Regions from separate parts of the Mus musculus genome. Here region 1 is linked to region 2. A link is a contact called in public Hi-C data. All regions are on one chromosome and are shown on one strand. Each heading gives the region's core, a stretch centred on a gene start, on an enhancer-like site or on the middle of the called end of the contact. The rest is flanking DNA. Distances are from core to core; before and after follow the strand shown.

The links. Hi-C and Micro-C count contacts between places; a contact is called where the count stands out from the background.
Region 1: a Hi-C map of cerebral cortex shows a contact between it and region 2, with 1.5 times the contacts expected there. The contact joins two enhancer-like sites.

What each region holds. Positions count from the first base shown.
Region 1 is chr9:121,076,159-121,081,324 of GRCm38.p6, reverse strand. The region is part of intron 33 of Ulk4 (unc-51-like kinase 4); the gene reads left to right. Among named protein-coding and RNA genes, the nearest start is that of Gm34945, 100 kb to the right of the region's middle. Within about 2 kb of position 1,689, at least 23 of the 459 cell types and tissues checked have an H3K27ac peak or open chromatin away from gene starts, as enhancers often do. A contact at or near this core is called in cerebral cortex, where this site is marked.
Region 2 is chr9:120,712,375-120,717,324 of GRCm38.p6, reverse strand. No RefSeq gene overlaps it. Among named protein-coding and RNA genes, the nearest start is that of Gm39458, 39 kb to the right of the region's middle. Within about 2 kb of position 1,579, at least 20 of the 459 cell types and tissues checked have an H3K27ac peak or open chromatin away from gene starts, as enhancers often do. A contact at or near this core is called in cerebral cortex, where this site is marked.

The DNA.
Region 1 (5,166 bases), core at 440-2,939, 360 kb before region 2:
TAGTGAGCAGCGGGAGGCTGAGCATGCTGGGAGCAATGGATGGCTACACCCATGTTTTATATATATATATATATATATGCTGGGAACGACAGATTGGATGGTTATGCACATGTTACATATGTGTCTAAATCGATAGTTATTTCATTCTTCTCACAGAATACCTGGTGAAAAGCTACTTTTGGTAGTGTTTATTTTGGCTTTCAGTTAGAAGAATATAGTCTGTCGCAGTGGGTAGGCTTGGGTGCAGGAGTGTGTGTGAGGTGATGACTGTCCCCATTACGTCAGCAGGAAGGTGACAGACAGACATAAATACCAGCACCCATCTGTCTCCTCTTTGTTCAGTGTTGGCTCCCAGCTCTTGAGATACCTTGCTGTCCAAGGCAATTTAAGGCATCAAGTTGTCAAGGAAGGTTAACTACCACAGATATGTCTGTCTGTCTGTCTGTCTCTGCATGTACTCTACTTTCACTCACTCACTTGCTTCCCTTTATATCTGATAATAAATATTCAGTACTGTGAGATGAGTCTGGGGGTCTGTAATGTGTTCTTACAGCCACAGGCAGTGCAAATCAGCCACGAATATGACCCGTGTTACTGTGCTCTGTGACAGGGAGGGGGCAGTTTTACTGGGTATTTCCCTGTGATAGGTGCTTCCCCAGGCCCGTTTCATTTGATGCTCACTGACCACCCGAGTCATGTGATACTTAGATCAGGAGGATGTCACACGCCAAGGTCAGGTCACTGTCACGTTTACAGTCCTGTTGAGATGACTGAGTCCTGTATCAGATGGTCCCTCTCTGCTGGGATAGAAGCAGTGTCATGGCGGCGCGTTGCTGCTACTCTCCTGCCCCACCCCGTAAGTCTCTCTTTAAACAACACTGTTCTCTCTGCTGTTTCACCATTCTGGCTTTGTGACGTTCTTTAAGATGTAGCCTCTGGCCGCTCCAAGCACCTTGATGACCAGTCTGTGGGTCAAGCACAAAGGCTGTAGATTAAAGAAAAAGATCGAGAGTTTACAAACTCCAGGACAGGAGAGAAACTCTCTAATTCCAGGTGATTAAGGAGATGAGAAACCAGGACTTTAAAACCTAAAACTCCTTAACACAAACTGCTAATTCTCCTCAGGCTCCCTGCACTCCAGCGCACCACTGCTTGGTCTGTCCTTCCGTAGCCTTCCACCCCATGGCACTCACTGTCATCTGTCTCAGTCCTGACAGTCTGAGCCAGGAGTTGTTTTCCAAGGTGGCTGCTGACTTTGATCTCCATCTGTAGAAGTGCAGCCTCCAGGCTGAGTTAGAGGAAGGAGCTGGGAAAAGAAGCAGAGTGCTCTTGAGAGACAGCTCTGCCCATTTCCTGCTTGGATGCCTGCACACTTGAGAGTCGCCTCTACTGCTTTTAAAACCCTCCACACGGGGGCTGTGCGGAAGCCCGTGTCTGCATCTAATGGAGCCTCTTTACAGGGGCCAGTGGAAGGACATCAGTGAAGGTTAGAGTCTCAGCCAGACACAGAGCAGCTTTGCTTCCTAGGGAGGACAGAGAGGAGCCCAGAGCAGGAGTGGGGGTGAGCGGGTGAGGGAGGGGGGTGGTAGCAGCAGCTGGAATCTCCAGCAGAAGTTCTGCTCCCAGCCCCACAGTCCTGTCATTCAGAATCAGCCCCAGCTCATCTCCCCAAGCGCGGGTGTGAGGGACAGGGAGGCACAGAGAACTCATGGGTATAGTGAGAGACTGGGATCTCCAGAGCACCTCCTTTGCCTCTGTGGCTCTGAGCCAGTTCCCCCAGCTGTCTGCCTGCTGGGTTTCTCATTCTGTGTAGTACTGTTGTGAAATCTAAAAGAGAGAATAGAGCATATACCACTGTCATGGATAAGCCCAGCATCCTCCGTCACCTGATCCCGGGCAGTCACCAGTGGCCACTGCTTGGATCATGGACACCATTGTGGAAGGAAGCACCCACCACCTTGTTGGCAGGAGGCGTTGCTGACTAAACCAGCCCCTGGGAAGCCAGCGCACCATGGTGCTTCTTTGATGGACTTAGGATCCCAGTGTAGACTGAGTGAACCACAGGCTCCTATACTCTGTGTGTTAATCGCCATCTACTGTAAGAAGTAGATTCTCTGATGAGGCTTCAGAGATGCACTGATTTGTGGGTACAAGAGTTGTCAGGACTTGTTTCATACTGATAGCAGTAGTGGGTCCTTCATACCCACCTCCAAGGCTCAGGAAGCATTAAGGTCTGAGAGCCAGAGGCAGAGGTTGAATTCAAGGAGACTGCCTTCCAGACACAGCAGGACAGATGCTCTTGGAACTCACAGTGATGGTGACAGCATGCAAAACCTATACAACCTAGGTGACGAAAATCCCAGCATGGAGAAAGGGTGTGGTCATGAGTCCCACCTCTAGCTGAGGAGGTATTGGCAAGTGAGAGCTGCCTGGAGAGAGTCAGCTTTTCCTTCAGAATGTGCCTCCTGGCAAGTCAACTGCTATCCAGGACCAGCCCCCACTCCCCAGAGAATTTGGACAGAATAAATTGGATGGGTTTTAAAAAAATAGAGAGAGCAAGAAAGAGCATGAGGCTGGGTGGGTAGAGAGGTGTGGGAGTGGATAGGGTCGTGGGCAGCTGTAGGAGGAAGGGTGAGTGTGATCTAAGCACAGAGTGTAACATTCTCCAAGCATTGATACACTTGTTTATTTTAAAGAAAGGGAAGTTAGTTTTCAGGGACCATCCAGGTTAGTCAGGGAAGGCTGCCAGCTACAGATGCCCACACTCATCTTGTACACATGGCCATGCCATGCTCTGGAGGGCAGCGAGCTCTCAGATGGATAGCTGGAGGGGTTCTGAATCCAGTTTTGAGATTGGGCCAGACTTACTGTTTACCAGACTTCCCAGTTAGGGCCCTGTCTCTCAGTGCTGAGGAGGGGAAGAAAGCTCGCTACAGCCTTCTGCTGGTGGGACAGTCGGGCCCTGTGGTCTTGTGTCAGTATGGTCTACACACTGAACTGTTCATGGTGGGGCTGGCCTCTGTGCTTGTGGTGCGTGGTAGACTTTCTCACCTTTGGTCTCCAGGGTCTTCCCTTGTGGCTCTTCTCATGAGTCACCTTCTGGCTACATCTTGAACTTGTGTGAAGTTTTTTGCCATCATCCCGTCTAAGTCTTTTGAGAACAGCAATGGGCCATCATTCCCTGTGGCATGACTTTCTGACTCTAAGAGAGACATGCTAGACCTTCAAGCTCCACTCCAGGGTGCATCTACATTCTCACCGGCCCCCTCTCTGCCAGCCCAGCTCCAAGCACCTTCATCCTGCTTTCTTCCCCCACCTCCTCAGTGCTGGGTAACACTAAGGTCTTGGGTGTCTTAAGCAAGGGCTCCACCACGGGGCTATATCTTCAGCCTTAAAACATGTCTAGTCACATGATACTAGCATGTCTGTCCCACTCACTATTTGTGGAACCTTTCTGAGGTGCTGGGATTTGAACCTGGGGCCTCATACGTGCAAGGCATGTTATATGACTGCGTTTGAGATGCATCCTGGGCAGACCTCAGTATATCTGACAGTCTTCTTGCTGCCTCTCCTTCTACACAGATACCTCACGTCTGCTCCCTTGGCACACCTGTGCGGAGTGGCCAACGCCATGCATGAGACTCAGGTGGCGAGACTGGAAGTGATAGTTTTATATTCAGTGTTGGGCTTTTTTATACTGAGAAACTACACGTGTGTGTGTTTTTTTTTAATTCTATTTAAGATCATGTCATATTGCCATTTACTGTCAAATGTGGCTCATAAGTTGACAGTCCCAGGTTGAGGGACTATTCTGTATATATTTCTCAAAGAGTTCTCTGAGTTCCATGCTCATATATCTAGCAGTTTGCTTAGTGTGACCACCAGATGCCCTGGAACCTAATGCTGAACAAACCATTTGTCCCCTAAGACCATTCCCCCACCACAAATCATGCCAGCCTCCCCCTGCAGCAAGCCATGCCTCCCCCTGCAGCAAGCCATGCCTGTCCCTTCCTGCTGCACAAACAAGGAACCTTTAAGTCTTATTTTCTTCCTTTTTATTTCTTCACCCTGTCTGCCACCAAGCGATGTGGAATTCTACCTCAGATGTCTAGCAAATATAATTACTTTTCTCCAAACCTGATCAGGCTTCTGTCGTCTCTTGCCTGGACTACAGCACCTAGGCAGGTCTAAGACACTGGGTGGTAAGAAAGGGTCAAGTTATAGCCCAGCAGTGACAAGGGACACTGTCTTCTTAGGAAGGAGTCTGTGGGTCAGAGGTAGAGGTGGAAGACCTGGTTGGAAGGACAGTGCTGTGTCATGTAGGGACAGGAGCTCCAGAGTAGCCAGGGGGCCACAGAGCTGGATGTCCGGAGGCCAACCTAGAGAGCGAGATGCCGAGGTGGGGGCACAGGCAGTTCTGGGCTTCTGCAGTTTCTCTGAGCCTCTTGGGAGGCCGCCACATCCACACAAAGTCTTTCACTATACAGGGCTTCCACTACAGACTGGGTGAGTCCTTGCTCTGAGTTTTAATGTGTTCCTCTCATAAGCTGCCAAGTTATGCAAAGTTGAGGTCTCTGGAGTCCCTGACACTGTAGAGAGGTGGCACATAGCTGCCACGGCAGGGTCTAGGCACTGCTTGATGACCCACCGGGTGTCCTGAGGGCAAGTGTTCTGTGGCCTCACCTGCCAGCTCAGAAGCCTTGGGACCGAAGCGCTGGCCCCACCGCCCCTGCTGCAGCCCACATCCTAATTTGCAAGCCTGTCTTAGCCTTAGCAGGAAACATCAGCGCGAGCTCCGCGAGCTCCGGGATAATGTGTTAATGTTTAATGTGCAAAGGCTGCTTCTCCACATCAGCCTGTGCCTCCGAAGGGAAGGCGGGGGATCAACAGCCAAGATGCAGAGAGGCCCAGGTCTCCAGGAGAAAACTGCTTTTCTTAGAAAGGTAGATGAGGAGGAGGCAGAGGGGAGCAAGCTAACAGTTGCTATTCTTCCCCTCAGCCAGGAAAGGTGTCGGATTCTCAACAAAGTCCTTCTGTTCCAATAGTAGCAGTAAGAGAAGCAGGCAGGTGAAATTCCGTTTGTAGGCCTGAAGTGTCGGGGGAGGGGGGGAGTCTTGGCTTTCTACGGATGGACCCTGGAGTCCAGGTTCATGATCTAGGGCAGAG
Region 2 (4,950 bases), core at 330-2,829:
ACAATCACTCTGTACTTCCTGTGGATGCCATGTGATCTCCTGCCACAAAGCCTTCCCTGCCATGACAGACTGCACCCTCAAACTGTGAGCCAAAATAAAGCTACCTTCCTTGGGCATCTTTGTCAGCCATTTTGTCTCAGTCATGAGAACAATAGCTAACATAGCCCACTTGGCACTGAAACTCAGACTCAAGTTCAAGTTATAAGGTTTAGACTACTGTGGTGGTTTGAAAGAAAATGGTCCCCATAGACTCCTAGAGAGTGATACTATTAGGAGGTGTGGCTTGTTGGAGGAAGTGTGTCACTGGGGGTGGGGTTTGAGGTCTCAGATGTTCAAGCCAGGCCCACTTTCTTTCTGCTGCCTGCTGATTCAAATACAGAACTCTCAGCTACCTCTGCAGCACCATGTCTGCCTGCATGCCACCATGCTTCCTGCCAGTATGAGAATGGGTTAAACCTCTGAACTGTAAGCCAGCCCCAATCAACTGTTTTCCATTATAAGAGTTACCACGGTGATGGTGTCTCTTCACAGCAATAGAACACTGACTAAGACAACTAATATATTCTGGGCCACTCTGATCCAACCTCTTCATTCCACGGGACTTATCTCTGTCAGAGTTGACAGATGAGAACCCTAAAGACCCTTCAAGTCAGAAGTATCTCATCCTGTGTGCCTGTTGTCTGAGGAAGTTTTACTTACATGCATGAGTACAAGTGCATGTGTACGTGCGTGTGTGTGTGTGTGTGTGTGTGTGTGTGTGTGGTGTGCACACACATATGTGTGGATGTCCATGTGCCTGTGTGGGGAGGTTAGAGAAGGACAGTGCACGTCCACCTTTGTCCTCCTTTGCCTTATCCCACTGAGACAGGGTCGCTCCTGAGCTGGAGCTACACTGGTAGTCAGCAAGCCCTAGCGATCCTCTGCTTCTGCTCGCACAGAGCGAGGTTACAGGTGAGTGTAGGCAGAGTCATGCCAAGATTTTTTTTTATATGTGCTCGCATCTGAACTCAGGCCCTCACGCTTGTGTGGCAAGGGTTGTCAACCACTGAGCTGTCTCCCTAGCCCTTAAGGCTCATCTTGTGCAGCCTTAGAGGAGACAGGAAGTGTGATTCTACAGGTAACTGTAATCCTCTACAGGTGCAGAGGAACATGCTAGCTGGGGAGTCGTACATGGTTGTGGAGCTGAGAATCCTGGCTCCAGAAGTTCTGGCACTATGACAGGTGACTTCATAGCTCCAACAATATCGCCTGCTTCTCACAAGCTCCAGTGTCTGAGGCTTCCAGGAAGCTCTGTGAGGTAGGGAGAGAGTTGGCTGGGATGCTGCTTGCTTATTACTACTTTGCTTTAAGCAAAATTCCAACCGTGAGATTTTGCTGCCCCGTGTCTCTAGCAGCTCAAACAGCATGTGTCAGTAACAAGTTGTTTCTTCCCCTCCTGTATATTGTAATGAGAGCCGTTCTTCCAGGGAGCCAGATACTGCAATTACGTAGCAAAAAAAGGGGACCAGCCATGTGTCTGATGACTAAACCAGCTTTACCTATTTGTCTGCTTTTCTATTCTGGGAAAGGACCAGAGTGTGCTATGTGTGGAAAGCGAAGTCTACACATGCTCCCAGACACATCCCTTCATGGCTCCTTCCGGGGCTGCACAGCAGAGTGAGCCTTGAAGAAATGGAAGGAAGATTGGAGCTCTGGCTCAGTGGTTAAGAGAACTCGGTACTCTTCTGGAGGGTCCAGATTCAATCCTCAGCACCCACGTGGTGGCTCACAACCATTTGTAACTCTAGTTCTAAGGGACCTAAAGCCCTCTTCCGGCCTCCAGAGTACCAGGCATGTGTACATAGTACACGAAATACATGTAGCCAAAACACCCAGAGAGCTGGCAGGAGAGATTCTTCTTTTGTAATGACTGTCTGCTGGGTAGGCTTAGGATGTGAGAGATAAAAGCCCCTCACAGCTTCCTCTACAGCCTCCTTGTACTGAGAGGAAAACAGAGATGGGAGGTAGGGAGAGGAGGGGCAGGGGTAGACACAACCCCTGGGTTGGTGTGCCCTTCCCCCAACCTTGAGTTGACTAAACAAGTCTCCGAAACCGGAGCCAGCCTCCCTACATTTGTGTCTTCCTGCCTGAGACCTGAGCAACTGATTGCCTACAGAGCTTCCTTTGCTACTCAATCCAGCTAAAACAGGGATGGGTTTGGGGGGGTTGCCTATACAAAAACAGAGCTTAAAAAATTAAGATTTGAGCAGAGACTGGAGGGATGGCTCAATGGGTTACAGTGCTTTCTATCCAGACATAAAGACCTGAGATCAGAACCCAACACCCACAGGGAAAAAAATTAGACATGGCCATGCACTTGCCTGTAACTCCAGCATTGTGAGAGGGGCCATTTGGCTTGCAGGTTCCATATGGGGTCCTGTTCTGAGAGAATAAGGCAGAGAATGATAGGACATCTGGCATCATCTCCTGGGCTCTGTGTGTGCACAGGTTCACATGTACACATACACTACACACCAATGCACCACATTCACACACACATGCCCATACGCATATATACACTCACATGCATATACACACATACACATATACACATACACACATATGCATACATACATACACCCACATGCACATATGCATGCACTCACACACATACTCACACATATGTACACTTTCACAATGCACATATACACTCATACACATACATACATACACCCACATGCACATATGCATGCACTCACACACATACTCACACATATGTACACTTTCACAATGCACATATACACTCATACACATACATGCAAACACACTTACACACATGCAAATGCACCCATATACACATACACACACTCACACACATACATACACACATATATACATGCATAAATATACACATGCACACATATTCACACACATGTACACACATACACACATGCACATACACACATATGTTCACACACACATACATACTCACACATATGCATGCTCTCACACATACACATACATACATATATACATAATATACACATATACATATACTTACTTACACACATGTACACACAACCAATCACAGTGTTTTGGGGTTTGTTTTGTTTTCAGTAGCAAAAGGACACAAACTAGAGAGCCAGAATAAGATCAAGTCTGAGATTAGTTCCCCTTCCCACAGAGTCCTTGATGGCGCTGTCTTACAGCTAATTCGTGACAATATATGAAAGGGTTGTGACCACTGAGGCTCACAGTTGCCCTGTGTTGCAGGATTAGACCATGTATTGCCCACAGGGGCAGACCTTCAGTTTCCAGCTCCTCTTGAGGTCAGGATTAGTTAGGTTTTTAACTGCTAGGATAAACCACTGTAATCAAAAGTTACTTGGAGATCTTCATCTAACAGGTCCATATCATGGTCCATCACTGAGGGAAGTTAAGGCAGGAATTCAAGACAGGAACCCAGAAGGAGAAGCAGAGGCCATGGAGGAGCACTGCTTCCTGGATTGCTCATTCTGCATCCAGGGGACCAACAGCCCAGGGGAATGGCACTGCCCACAGTGGGCTAGGACCTCCCAAATCAGTTAAGACAATGCCCCACAGACTTATCTAAGGCCGGTCTTCTCAGCTGTGTCTAGGTTTGTGTCAAGATGACAAAAACCAACCAGCCCATCAGGCTTCCTCTCAAGATCACTGTTCCTCGGTTTCCCCACTTTCCATCCTGTGGCTCTCCCTACTCATGCGTGCCTTGGTGACTGTCAGAAGCTGTTTCTATGTCCCCCATTATGTTCCTACTCTATCTGGCAGGGCTTGAATAATTTAAATTTGACTAATGATCCTATTTTTATATTATCTCTCCTGGAACACTTCTACCCACTAATCTAGCCTAATCAGCAGGTGACACGCCTACTCTTCATTTAAGATTAATGTGTACATTTAAAAAAAAAAAAAACTTTAAATGACTTTGCCATCACATTTTGGAAGAATTACTTAGAATATCTTTTTTTGTAAGGTTGATTTTATTTGTGTGTATGTACGTGCCTCTCTCTCACTGTGTGTGTGTGTGTGTGTGTGTGTGTGTGTGTGTGTGTGTGTGTATATGTCCCACATGCATGCAGTCTCACCATGCATGCAGTCTCACAGAGGCCAGAAGAGGGCAGCGGATCCCTCTGGAGCTGAACTACCTGATGTGGTCATTGGGAACCCAACTTGTATCTTCTGCAAGAGCAGCAGGAAGAGCAGCAGGACCTCTTTACCTTTGAGCATCTCTCCAGCCCACTTACAATACCTTTACAATGCAGTGATTTCTAAAACCCAGGTGGCACTACTTTCTTTCTTTCTTTTTCTCTTTTTTTTCAAAAGGTTTATTTATATGAGAACACTGTAGATGTGTTCAGACACCCCAGAAGAGGGCATCGGATGCCATTACAGATGGTTGTGAGCCACCATGTGGTTGCTGGGAATTGAACTCAGGACCTCTGGAAGGAGCAGTCAGTGCTTTGAACCTCTGAGCCATCTCTCCAGCCCCAGGCACTGCTTTCTTAAAAGACCAGTTTTACTTGAACAAAAGTCAAGTTGTTTCCCTAAAATAAATTCTTGTGCTTATTCTCTCTCTCATCATGGCGCGCTAGAACTTCTCTGTGGAGAGATCACAGATTTGATTTCTCTTGTAGAAAGTATACAGGTGTTTATTTCTTCCCCTTCCCACCCAAATTATCCTGTTACCTTATCTCAAAGTTCTTTACATCAGAATGATCAATATTGCACCTGTGTATAGTTGGTAGGTAGCCACTGGTCTGAGACTGGCCCTAAACACTAGACTGCGACTACCCCAAGCTGAGATGTGTTGTGGCCATCTTTATATACTGATCGATTCTGGATGCTTGAAACATATATAATTTGTACTACTACAAAAAAAAAAATTCAAGGCTTCTTAAACCAATTAATTAATTGTGTGTGTGTGTGTGTGTG